Linked DNA regions of Arachis hypogaea: region 2 is linked to region 1. Evidence: chromatin contacts called from public Hi-C data. All regions are on one chromosome and are shown on one strand. Each heading gives the region's core, a stretch centred on a gene start, on an enhancer-like site or on the middle of the called end of the contact. The rest is flanking DNA. Distances are from core to core; before and after follow the strand shown. Region 1 has its middle 9.1 kb from the start of LOC140181098. Region 2 holds the start of LOC112764254 (coronatine-insensitive protein 1).

Region 1 (5,883 bases), core at 1,143-3,642:
TAGTATGGAAATGGTCTCGTTATTCAAACTTATTTTTTATTTAATATATCTCATATATTAATAAATATTTAAATTTATCTTTATTTTTATGTCTAATATAATTTTTAAAAAATTTTAAAAGTTACTTTATTAAATATAATTGTTAGTTTTTGTATTTATTAAAAATATATTTTTAATTTAATTTACCAAATATAAATATTATAACTTTTAAAAAATAAAATTAAAGTTTTAAGAAACCATCCATAAATATATGGTTTCAAATTAAATCAGCTGACCCTGATTATAGAACTTTTTTTTTTAATATTGGATTTGTATTGGTGTAATCCATCAAAATGTCTAAAAAATTGTATTTAACATGATTGTGGGAATGTACAAAATGTCACCGCCGTTTTCAATTTTTTTAATTAAAAAAATAAAAAATATCAAAACGTCAATGATGTTTTTCTATTTTTAATTTTAAAAAAATTACCCATGCAAAAGGTTCTGCCATTTTGTGAAAAATATATATTTTTTTATTTTTTAAATGAATGCCGTTTTGTATTTAACAAATTTAAAAATAATTTTTACATACAAAATGTAGGTGATGTTTTGTGTCTTCTAAAAGGTAAAAAATTATCCCATATAAGAGTAAAACTCACATACATTAAAATATTGGAGCACATCACACAATTTGTTCCAATATAAAAAAAAATCAACCTACATTATATGCATGGGAGCTGTTCGAAATTGCCTCAACCATTTCTTGAGAAGAAATTGTTTAATCACCCTGCTTAATTCATCAGCATTTTACATTACCATAATCAAGCTATGATTGAATATTTTAATGTATGTTCTTTTTTAATTAATCTCCAACACCGTTTCCTTATTATTATTGCTAAGCTGAAAAAATTGGAGCAAAAATTTGCCTTTATTTGGTTTAGGTTTGACTGTTTGAGTGTTCTTGCTGGCAAGAAATCTATCCCGTTATCATGAGCATCTGTATTTCAAATACATATCCAATATTTTCATGTCCCTTTATTCTCTTAATTAATAAAGTTTTTTTTTTCTCTATTTTACTGCATTGTTATGTTAAAGTTTAATTGGACAAATAAGAAAGGATAAAAACAGAACATTTTACATATTTTTTTAAGATAAAGACTCACATGTATGTATCTTTATATTAAGTTGATAGTTAAAAATTGGGTTAACCACCAAAAACGCTCCTGAATTATTTAAACGCTGACAGAAATGCACCTGAATTTTACTATCGACAAAAATACCTTTAAATAATTTAAAAACATAACAACAATACCCAACGGTAAATATATATTTTCAAAAAATATTTTAGAGATTGAATTTTGATGTGATTTTTTACAAGAATAATTAAAAAAATGAGATATTATTATTCTTAAAATTTGATAATTTTTTCTAAGTATATATTTTTTTGTGATTTTTTAAAAGTATTATTAGTTGTTAACAAAAAAATTACAAAAAAAATATATACACAACAAAAAATCACCAAATTTTAAGGATACTAATATCTCATTTTCTCAATCATGCTTGCAAAAAATTGTATCAAAATTCAATCTCTAATATATTTTTTGAGAAATACATATTTAATGTTAGATAATCTTGCAAAAAAACTAACATTAAATATGTATTTCTCAAAATATACATTAGAGATTGAATTTTGATGCAATTTTTTACAAGTATAATTAAAAAAATGAGATATTATTATTCTTAAAATTTGGTGATTTTTTATTAAGTATATATTATTTTGTAATTTTTAAAAATATTATTGATTGTTAACAAAAATAATTATAAAAAAATTATATACTTAACAAAAAATCACTAATTTTTATGTATAATAATATATTATTTTTATAATTATGCTTGCAAAAAATGGCATCAAAATTCAATCTCTAAGGTATTTTTTGAAAATATATATTTACTATTGGGTATTGTTGTTGTATTTTTAAATTATTTAAAGAGATTTTTATCGATAGTAAAATTTAAATGTATTTTTGTCAGCATTTAAATAATTTGGGGACGTTTTTGGTGGTTAACCCTTAAAAATTATTAGATAATAATTTAATTAAATTTATCAAATTATCTAAAAATTTTTAAATATCAACTTCACATAAAAACAACTATATAAACAACTGTATCCGAATTTCGGCCATTCTCCAAAATATATGCCAACCAACATAGAAAAGAACCAAATCCTACGCAACAGAAATAGAAACAAATCAATAAAGTTGAGCTCTCATGAACTGTCAAATAGCAAGTTGTAATTATTTAATGCAATAAAGGACTTTGGACTAATGATGATGATTAATTACTATTATTTTATCCCCTTGGAGGATCTTACTTATACAAACCCTTAGGTTCTCTTGTGGACTCTCTGGAGCAATGAAACGTTACTTTAGTCTAGAATCAAGCAATAATAACTTTTTGTACATAAAAGTTGAACTTCACTAATGTCCAAAGATTGTGATTATAAAATTTAGCATAATTGGCACAACTTTAAGAAAATATTATTAAACCAAAATTAGAAAGAAAAAAAAAGGGATTATGCGAGCTGCTTAAAGAGATTGATGCCTCTTGTAAAAGATATATATTATAAGAAAAATTTTAAGTATACCGAGAATACCGATGTTCTAATTATTTTAATCGTTGATTTTAATTAATATATATTATATATATTTTTTATAATTCAAATCAACTATTAAAACAACTGAAACGCTGGTGTTTCCGGTACACTTGAAATTTTTCCTATATTATATTTCCCATAATTGATGATTTTCAAACTCCCAATTGATTATATGATCTGGTTTGATGGATTGCTGATGATGTATAATTTTGGGAAGTCAAATTTAGAGCAGGTGATCACCTCATGATATTGTTTGAATTGATAGGAATGAGACACAAGGAAAAAAAAAAGGTTTATGATTAGGTGCAAAATTGGTAAGTTGTAATATTCTAGAGCATGGTTTTTATGGTTCATGTTATCTTTGGTAAGGACGGCATGATATTGATCTTAATCAAAGTTAAAGACAGCATGCGTACTTTTCAATTAATCATATCATCTTCTAGAAAGAGATTATTTATCTATTTGATATTTCTACATTTTTTTTTACCGTATATATCTTTTAATTTGACAGATTAAATACTAATGGATTACGAATCAAATTTTAATTAAAGGTTTGTTATCATTAGTTAATGAATTATTCCATAAAGACAGAATTTAAATTTCTGATACCTATTTAAATAGACGAATAAACTAACTATTCGATCAACTCAAATTGATTATATACTCGTGTATATAAAACAAAAAAATTAGATGAATTTGATTCCAATTATTACTAATAAGTAAAGCACCATTTTATCTAAATAGAAATCTGATGATAATTCTCAAAGATTTATTGTTTGATAAAATATATTTAAATAATTCTTAAAAATAATTTAAAATTTGACTAAATAAATAAATTTTTTGGAGACTAGAATAATGGTTTAAGCTTATCAAAGTCAGGTCATATATAACATGCATTCTTTGCATGCGGTTATTTATGTTTTTTGGGATACCCCATTGCTTATAAATATTAAAAAATATTATTTACATCTTAAAAATCACATCAAAAATTCAAAAGTTTTTTGTATGTATTATTTAATTTATTTTTATATTTTAATATATATTTTATATAATAGCTAATTTAGTAGTTATTTTTTATGTATAAAGCATATAATTTTCTTTTTAAACTACTACAAATTGTATATTCATCAGGTCCATAAAAAGACAGTTAGTCCATTTAAAAAGTTTATATGATTAATTTTCGTTTGATTAATTACGAGAGCAAAAAAGCTTTGTAAACTCTTGAAGATCTTGTGAAATGTCAAGGTTGTTTAACACGTAACCTACTATCGGTTGGTCATATATATATATACACAAGAATTAGATACTACTTTACAAGTTGGAATAAGGTGAAAACAGGCAAACCGAAGACTTGAAAGCCACCAGTTAAATTATTATTTATTAAGTCGTATTTTTAATTTAGCATTTGATACTTTTCTGAGTCCGCCGAACATCAATCAACTGAAAAAGACAAAAGATCACCGGAAAAAAAAGATCAAATCAACCGAAGCACAAAGAAGGTCAAAATAAATGTGGCGTTTCAAGGAGGAGCCCTGTTAGAAACTAATCCAGAGGTAGATCAGATGGATGGCATTGAGGAGTAGGGGCCTGATTCTGCTCAATCTGGGAATAGCAATCGACTCAAGCAATGATCAGAATGGTGGCGATCAAGAGTGTGTAAAACAATCTTTACATCTCCAAAAATCCTACAGAGATATGGTGATTAGCAATGGTTTTGATAAATTAAATCCGGAAGAGATAGTTGAGATGGTGACTAAGGGATACCTCTCTGAAGAAGAATTTATAGATGATATGTTTGACCAACAAGTTTTTTTCAATCCTAGACCAAAAATTGAGGTGTCTGGAGGAGTACGAGAAATGGTGTAGGTCATAGAAATTATCTTTGATTGTGAAATTTTTTGGCAAAAATTTGAATCTTCAAATTTTGGATAGAGGGTACAATGAAGATGGACCAAAAAAAGCTCTATTCAAACGATGGATTTAGAAGAAGAGTTTTTTCTAGTCAGATTTAACAGTCAAGATGACTATAAATATGTCCTTTTTGAAAGACTCTGGATGATTGCAGATCATTACTTACTCGTTTAAAGATGGCGTTCTCTCTTCATTTTCCAAGAATTGGAAGTGCAGAAGGTTGGGTGTGGGTCAGAATCCCTAATTTACCAGCTGAATTATATAATAAATATTTCCTTTGAAAGGTGCGAAAGATTTTGGGGACCATGCTTAGAGTGGATGAGCTAACATCCATCCATTCTAAAGACAAATTCTATCTATGACAAGTCCAGATTTTAATCCAACTTGAACTTGACTAGGATTCATTCTAACTTTCAATAGCAAAGTGCTAACCCAACTTGTAAAAAAATTCTCTCAGGATTATGACACAAAACAGAAAGACTTATAAAGAATTTCTGAGATAACTATGACTTTTTCTCCAAGTCTAGCTCACTGCCTTTTTTCACTCATTGACTTTTTCTTACAAACCTCACAATATTTGTCTTTTTTCCAATGAAATTCAAACAGACTAAACTGAGAAAAAGAATTACAAAATGAAAACCATGAAGGAGAAGAACAAGAACAGCTCAAGGAGCTATGGAAATCGAAGCAACTCTTTCTCTCTTGCTCAATCCCTGGTCGTTCACCCTTATTATAGAGGAGTGGAGCTTCCAATGTTTGAACCAAGTCCAACACTTAGGTTGTCTTCTTCTCCAACATCAGAACAAGCAGCAGCGTGGTCAGAGGAGAGAGAGAAGGCCGAAGCAATGACATGAAATCTTACCATTCTCTTTCATCCTTTTTCTTCGAGCTTCTTGAATCTGGGCCGTGTATTCTTCCTTTGGCCCCAAGTATGATTTTTTATCGTTGATGAGCCACTGAGCACCTTTGACTTCACTGTCTTCATAGTTGCTTGAATGGTGCTTGTTGCTCAAAGAATTTCTTCACAGTTTCTTTGTGAAGTACAAATGGAAAAACCACCTATTTGTGATCTTCTGTTGCGTTGAGATCTTTCCTTTGTTGTAGTCCTTTTTACTTTCTCTTCTTGCTTGAAGATGGAAACAAGCTTTTTGTTCTTCACCGTGCCCTAGTTTCGAATTTTTTCTCTTTCTTCTTTCTTGGTTTAGAGATTTGATGTGATAAGGAAGAAAAGGAGGAGAGAGAAGAGAGAGTTTTTGTTCGATGAAAATGAAGAAGGATTCAATTGAATTGAACTTTGTTTACCCCGTTAGTAACTTAGTTGAAGTGAGATGAATTTGGGT
Region 2 (5,883 bases), core at 1,848-4,347, 69 kb after region 1:
AGTATTTACCTATATATATATATATATTTAAAATAAGATAAATATATTAATGGTTGTTGGGCCTAATTACTATTTGGCACATGTGCCAATCAAAATATTTGTTTCTCTTTCTGTTTTTCTGCCCAAAGATAACCTCTTTTAGTAATTTTCTCAAGAGGATGAACCAGGTACCCTTTTCAACATATGGTGGATAAATCTAATCATCTTGCCACCACTGAGTGTAATCATTTTGTTCAATTTCAGTTTGTTTCAGTTCGGTATCTTTTATCAGAGCCTTGAAATCCTCAATTATTCCTCTTTAAAATATCCTCTTCCCTTCCAACGATCCTTTTCATGGTAGCTATATATAGTATCTTCTAGTTTATGAAAATGATTTCTAAAACTAATTCTTATTTGAAAGGATAGTTTTAAATGTATATGCAAGTGGATTCGGAAAAATTTATTGAAAATACGTTTGTATTTTTAAAGATATAAATAAATTATGTATTTGTATTTTTAGTTTTAGTTTTTAAAAATTAAAAGTGTTTATGAAATATTTTTAAAATTTATTAGTTTTTTAAAATTAAAATATTTTTAGAAGTATTATTTTAAAAGTATCTATGAGATCTTTCTAAATTAAGTTTGTATTCTTACACTTTTATTACATTTATATTTAGTAAATTTATTTTAAATTTTAAAAGTAATGTTATTAAATATAATTGTTGCAACTTATGCTTATTAAAACTTATTTTTATTTTATTTATCAAATTGTTATAATTTTGAAAATTATCTTTGAAAAACTACTTAAGAAAGATGAACAACTTATTCATCCTTATTATAATAATAATAATTTTTTTTATATATATTTGTCGGTGTAAAAATAAATTATAAGCGTCTGATGCATATTCATGCATCACACTCAAAATTATGTAAATTAATCTAGTTAATTAGCTGATAATAATTAATTTAAATTATTTTATAATATTAATGCATGTATCAAAATTAATTTTATATTTTAGCAATTAGTTTTTTTAAGAATCAAAATTAAAGTTACATTCCACTCATAAAATGTCAAAAGTTGTTTATTTTAATCCAATTTTGTAATTTTACCCAGCACTGCTTACAGTGTATCAAACCAAAATATTAAAAAAAAGAGGGAAAAATGCTGTAATAAACAAGTTGCTGAACGTATTTGGGTGGGTTCCTTTTTTAATTCTTTTTAACATAATTTTATTTTTAAAAATTAAAAAAATAAAAAAGTTTTATATTTAGATATTTCATATAAAAATATTTTTTTATCTATCAACTATGTTTGGATACAACAATATAAAAATATTTATTTATTTATTTATTATTTAAAAATATCTGTCTTTAATTTTAAAATATTGTTTTTTTGAAAAATATAAGAATTGTAGCCTTTTTAAAAATATATATTTTTAAATTTTTTAGTATTTTTATTTACATTAAAATTTATAAATTATTATTTTTTATTAATTTTTTTAACATTTAATAGCATCTAAAGATACGCCCTATTGTGGTTAGTATTAACTTGGGATTTGAGGATTAGGAGATTTGAGAATGAATTAGATTCCAAAAAGGGTGGACTTATTAGATGGAGAGAGGAAATGGAGAGACATATAAATATTAGGTGGATACTACAATGAAGATGGCATAATTGTCTTCATATGAGTATATTTCTTTTTGACCTTTGGATGATGGATTGTATGGTTAGATTTTGATATTTATAAAAGTGTTGTTTTTGTTTAAAGTGTGGCTAAATAAATAAACCACACTTTTAACCAAAGCATCTTCATGAGAAGATATTTTTGCCATCTTCATTGTAGTATCCACCTAAATATTATCCTAAGTATGGAGTCCAATTGTAAAAATTAGGAATATTATATACAGGGATGAAGTTGTTTTTATTTTATATATAAATACGACGAGAATATGACCGCAAATAGCAAGCTAAGGCTTGAATTTGGAAAGCCCGCAATTATTGATTAGAATGGAATTGGGGTTTTGTAGTGGTTAATTTTCCTTCCATGATAAATGTTTAGGTGTTTAATGATTCAAAAGCATTAAAAAAAGATTGTACTATGATGAGATTTGAAAGAAAATAATGTTTAAACATTAAAATATCTTAAAGAAAAAAGTAATATATATATATTCGTGGAGCAATCTAATCCTTGAAAATTAGAAAGGAAAATTTAGTTCTGGTGTAATATTTAAAAGAGTTTTATATTAATATATAATTAGTCACCAAAAAAAAATATTAATATATAATTATTTGTTGTGTTTACATATAAATAAGATTTTTTTTTCCTTTGGAAAAATAGATATTCATGAATTATTGTCTTTTATGATTATAGCACATATATAAAACTAGAGAAAATATAAGGAGTCAATGAAATATTTGTACAATATGTATAATGGAGGTTTAGAGATGTCCGATTCAATATTAGAGATATAATCATTAGTGTTATCTTTTTTCATCGGCTAAAATTTTTGGAATAAGTGATATCATGATATGGTATCAGAACTAACCCCAAAATCAACTTAAACTTTTAGGATGAATGGTTTCATAACATAAAATATTTATTATCCCTAGTATCTTGTACAAATATTCTATTGGCTCCTTAGAAGGACTCATAAAATTATTAAAATTATTATGTAGATATAGATCAAACTATAACGAAAAATACGTTGTCTTGATATAAATGTTACTTTTAGTATATATTAAAAAATGTATTTAAATATTTGTAATGGTCAAACTACATTAGTGTTATAAAATATTTATTCGTCTAAATTTGTCAATTATTTTATAATACTAAAAAGATTTCAAAAAAACTCTGAAATAGTACTAATTGGACAAAAAAATCATATTAAATAAAATAATTCAAAAAAAAAAAAGAGATAATAAATTTAATAATACACCATTAAAAATATTTCTTTATATTAACAATAAATAAGAATTAAACTAAAATAACATCATCTTAATAGTAATAATAATAATAGAAGAAGAATGTAGCTTAGCACACACATGATGATTCACCATAGCGGAGAAAACTAACTAATTACAAGTCTTCTAGATGATTACATAGAGTGTTACTTTTACAGAGGGAGTTAAGTGTTGTTGCTAGAAGTTAGAAGCTGGGAGTTGGGATATTTGTCGTTATTGTGTTTACGCAGTACTCCAAATTTTCCTTGGGCTTTTATCTCTCACCTCACTCCGTTAAATCCTTCGATATCCCAAATTTGTTACCTAATAAATGTACTGTACCACTCACTTCACTAATCCCTTCCTTCTTTTCCTTCACAACCTCCGATCTAATCCCCTCTCCATTGTCAGACAACACTTCCCAACTCTCAATCTCCACCGTCCCTTCTCCAATCTCTTCTTCTTCTCCGATTCCCCACCTCGTCCCCTTTCCTCTTCTTCAACCCTAAAAACTCACCCTTTCATTATCTCTCCTCCTCCTTCCACGTCCTAAACCCATTTTTGCGGCGCTCCATTCCCACGCTTCCACGCTTCACCACGTGTCAACTTCACCTTCTCAAGAGGTTTAAGTTTCAACTGTTTCAACCTCCCCCGTAGCTCAATAACACAACCAAAGCATTAAATTTAAAAAAAAAAAAACAGAATAGAAAAATCGTGTGAATCCCCTGAGCTTTTTGTTTTTTGTTTTTTTTTTTTTAATTTCTTTCCACCCGACACCGATCTGCATCCAATAAGTCGAGATCTTCCAACACGTTAGAAAATTGGCCGTCCACGCTTGATGGCGTCGATGGAGGAAGACGGCGGCGGCGGCGGCGGCGGCGGCGGAGGGAGCAACAAGAAGAGGATGGAGGCGATGATAAGTACGAGGCTGTCGGACGTGGTGTTGGACATAGTGATGCCGTACATCCACGACCCGAAGGACCGCGACGCCGTGTCGCAGGTGTGCCGGCGGTGGTACGAGCTGGACTCACTGACTCGGAAGCACGTGACCATCGCGCTCTGCTACACCACGTCACCGGACAGGCTCCGCCGCCGCTTCCCCCACTTGGAGTCCCTGAAGCTCAAAGGAAAGCCACGCGCCGCCATGTTCAACCTCATACCTGAGGATTGGGGCGGTTTCGTTACTCCTTGGGTTAAAGAGATCTCTCACTACTTCGATTGCCTTAAGAGCCTTCACTTTCGACGAATGATCGTTAGGGATATGGATCTTGAGCTTCTTGCTCGTTCCAGAGGCCATGTTCTTCAAGCTCTTAAGCTTGATAAGTGTTCTGGCTTCTCCACTGATGGACTCTACTATATTGCCAGATTTTGCAGGTAATAACTAACTAACTATCTAATTAATCCTTTTCTTTAATTTAATTTTGTTCTTAATAATGAAAATTATGGTAACTACCACTTGCGGTTTGTGGACTGGTTTTGAGGATTTGAGCTTCATTTAATGTTTACTGTTAATGAATGCAGTTTTTTAATCTCTAACTTTCTATTAAGGAGTGTCTGGATTAAGGAACTAAACAAGGAAAAAGTAGTACTAATTTTATTTTATATTATAATAATTGCATGAATGTAATAGTTTAAAAGGAAATAACTTTTTGTTTGATTCTTCTTCTAATTGGAAACTGTTAATGTTATGTTGCACTTGGAATTAGTATTGTTTTATTTTTATTGTCCTATTCTTTGTAATAGTGCCCCACTTCACTACATTACATTTTCCATTTCTGATGAATATGGTTTAGATAATGATTATGTACGGGCTCATCTTGTGGTAGACATACATTGCCTTTGAAATTCGGTTCTAGTCTTGATGATATATGTCTCTGCAAATTACTTTAGTGAACCTTGATAATTTGCCAAGAGATTAAATTGTTGGAGGTCCAAATCCCGTTAATCTATACACAAGTTTAGTGATTCATCATTCATGATTTGGGGGGGCTAAAGAAGATGGAATTTCCTCATAAATTTAGTGATTCATCATTTGAATTCTTAGATATGACATTGCGTGATACCTTACGTTTCATTTTAATAAATAAAAAACTAACTTACTTGATCCCTTTGTCTTTTTCTATCATCTCTAAGTGTTGGAGGCCGTCTTGTATGATTTTGATTTTGAATTAGTCTTCTCGGTTGTATATAGTATAAATATTTTTTCTTACAACACTGGTTTGTGTAAGATCTTATGACGTGATACGTATCTATGTAAATGTCCAAGTCAGCGAGAGAATTTAGTAAATGATTGAGTTAATATAAATCAACTTCCATATTAGTATTATAAAATGTGTAATCACTTTTGTCCCTCATTTTTTCCCCACAGTCACTTTACAGGCTTTTTTTTACTTTCTTTTCTTTTTTATTTTCTTATTAAACGTGTTTCTGCCCTTAATTACTGGTTAAATTTTTGTGCTGATATAAAGCTTTAGTTTACTTTGTTTTATCCATGAAAAATGTTGAAAGGCTAGTCTTTGTATCTCCATCTATATGTCAAAATGGTATGCAAGTTGATCATTGAATGGGAAATGTATATATAATGTTCAAAATTTTCAAGTCATGTAGAGGTTTTATAAGTCTGTCATTTCCATTCTAAGAATCTTAGATATGATATTTTTCCAACTTGATGATCTACAAACTTTTTGATTAATGCAGTTCTGATTGTGAATTAATAATTTATGGCAGGAATTTGAGAATCTTGTTTTTGGAGGAAAGCGCAGTAGTTGAGAACGATGGTGAATGGCTCCATCAGCTTGCTCTAAACAACACAGTTCTTGAGTCCCTCAATTATTACTTGACGGATATTAACAACCATGTTAGGATTCAGGACCTTGAGCTCATAGCCAGAAACTGCCCCAACTTAGCCTCTGTGAAGATCACTGATTCTGAAATCATGGATCTTGTCAACTTCTTCAGATATG

Evidence for each region. Hi-C and Micro-C count contacts between places; a contact is called where the count stands out from the background.
Region 2: a Hi-C map of an unstated tissue shows a contact between it and region 1, with 3 times the contacts expected there. The contact joins the promoter of LOC112764254 here to the enhancer-like site in region 1. A contact is called at or near these places in 2 of 8 Hi-C or Micro-C datasets (leaf and an unstated tissue).

Annotation. Positions count from the first base shown.
Region 1 is chr17:11,730,104-11,735,986 of arahy.Tifrunner.gnm2.J5K5, forward strand. No RefSeq gene overlaps it. Among protein-coding and RNA genes, the nearest start is that of LOC140181098, 9.1 kb to the right of the region's middle. Within about 2 kb of position 2,393, at least 1 of the 3 cell types and tissues checked has open chromatin away from gene starts, as enhancers often do.
Region 2 is chr17:11,798,000-11,803,882 of arahy.Tifrunner.gnm2.J5K5, forward strand. It overlaps LOC112764254 (coronatine-insensitive protein 1), which reads left to right and starts at 3,098. Exons shown (of 3, transcript XM_025809805.3): 1 at 3,098-4,294; 2 at 5,648-5,883. The coding sequence starts at 3,759.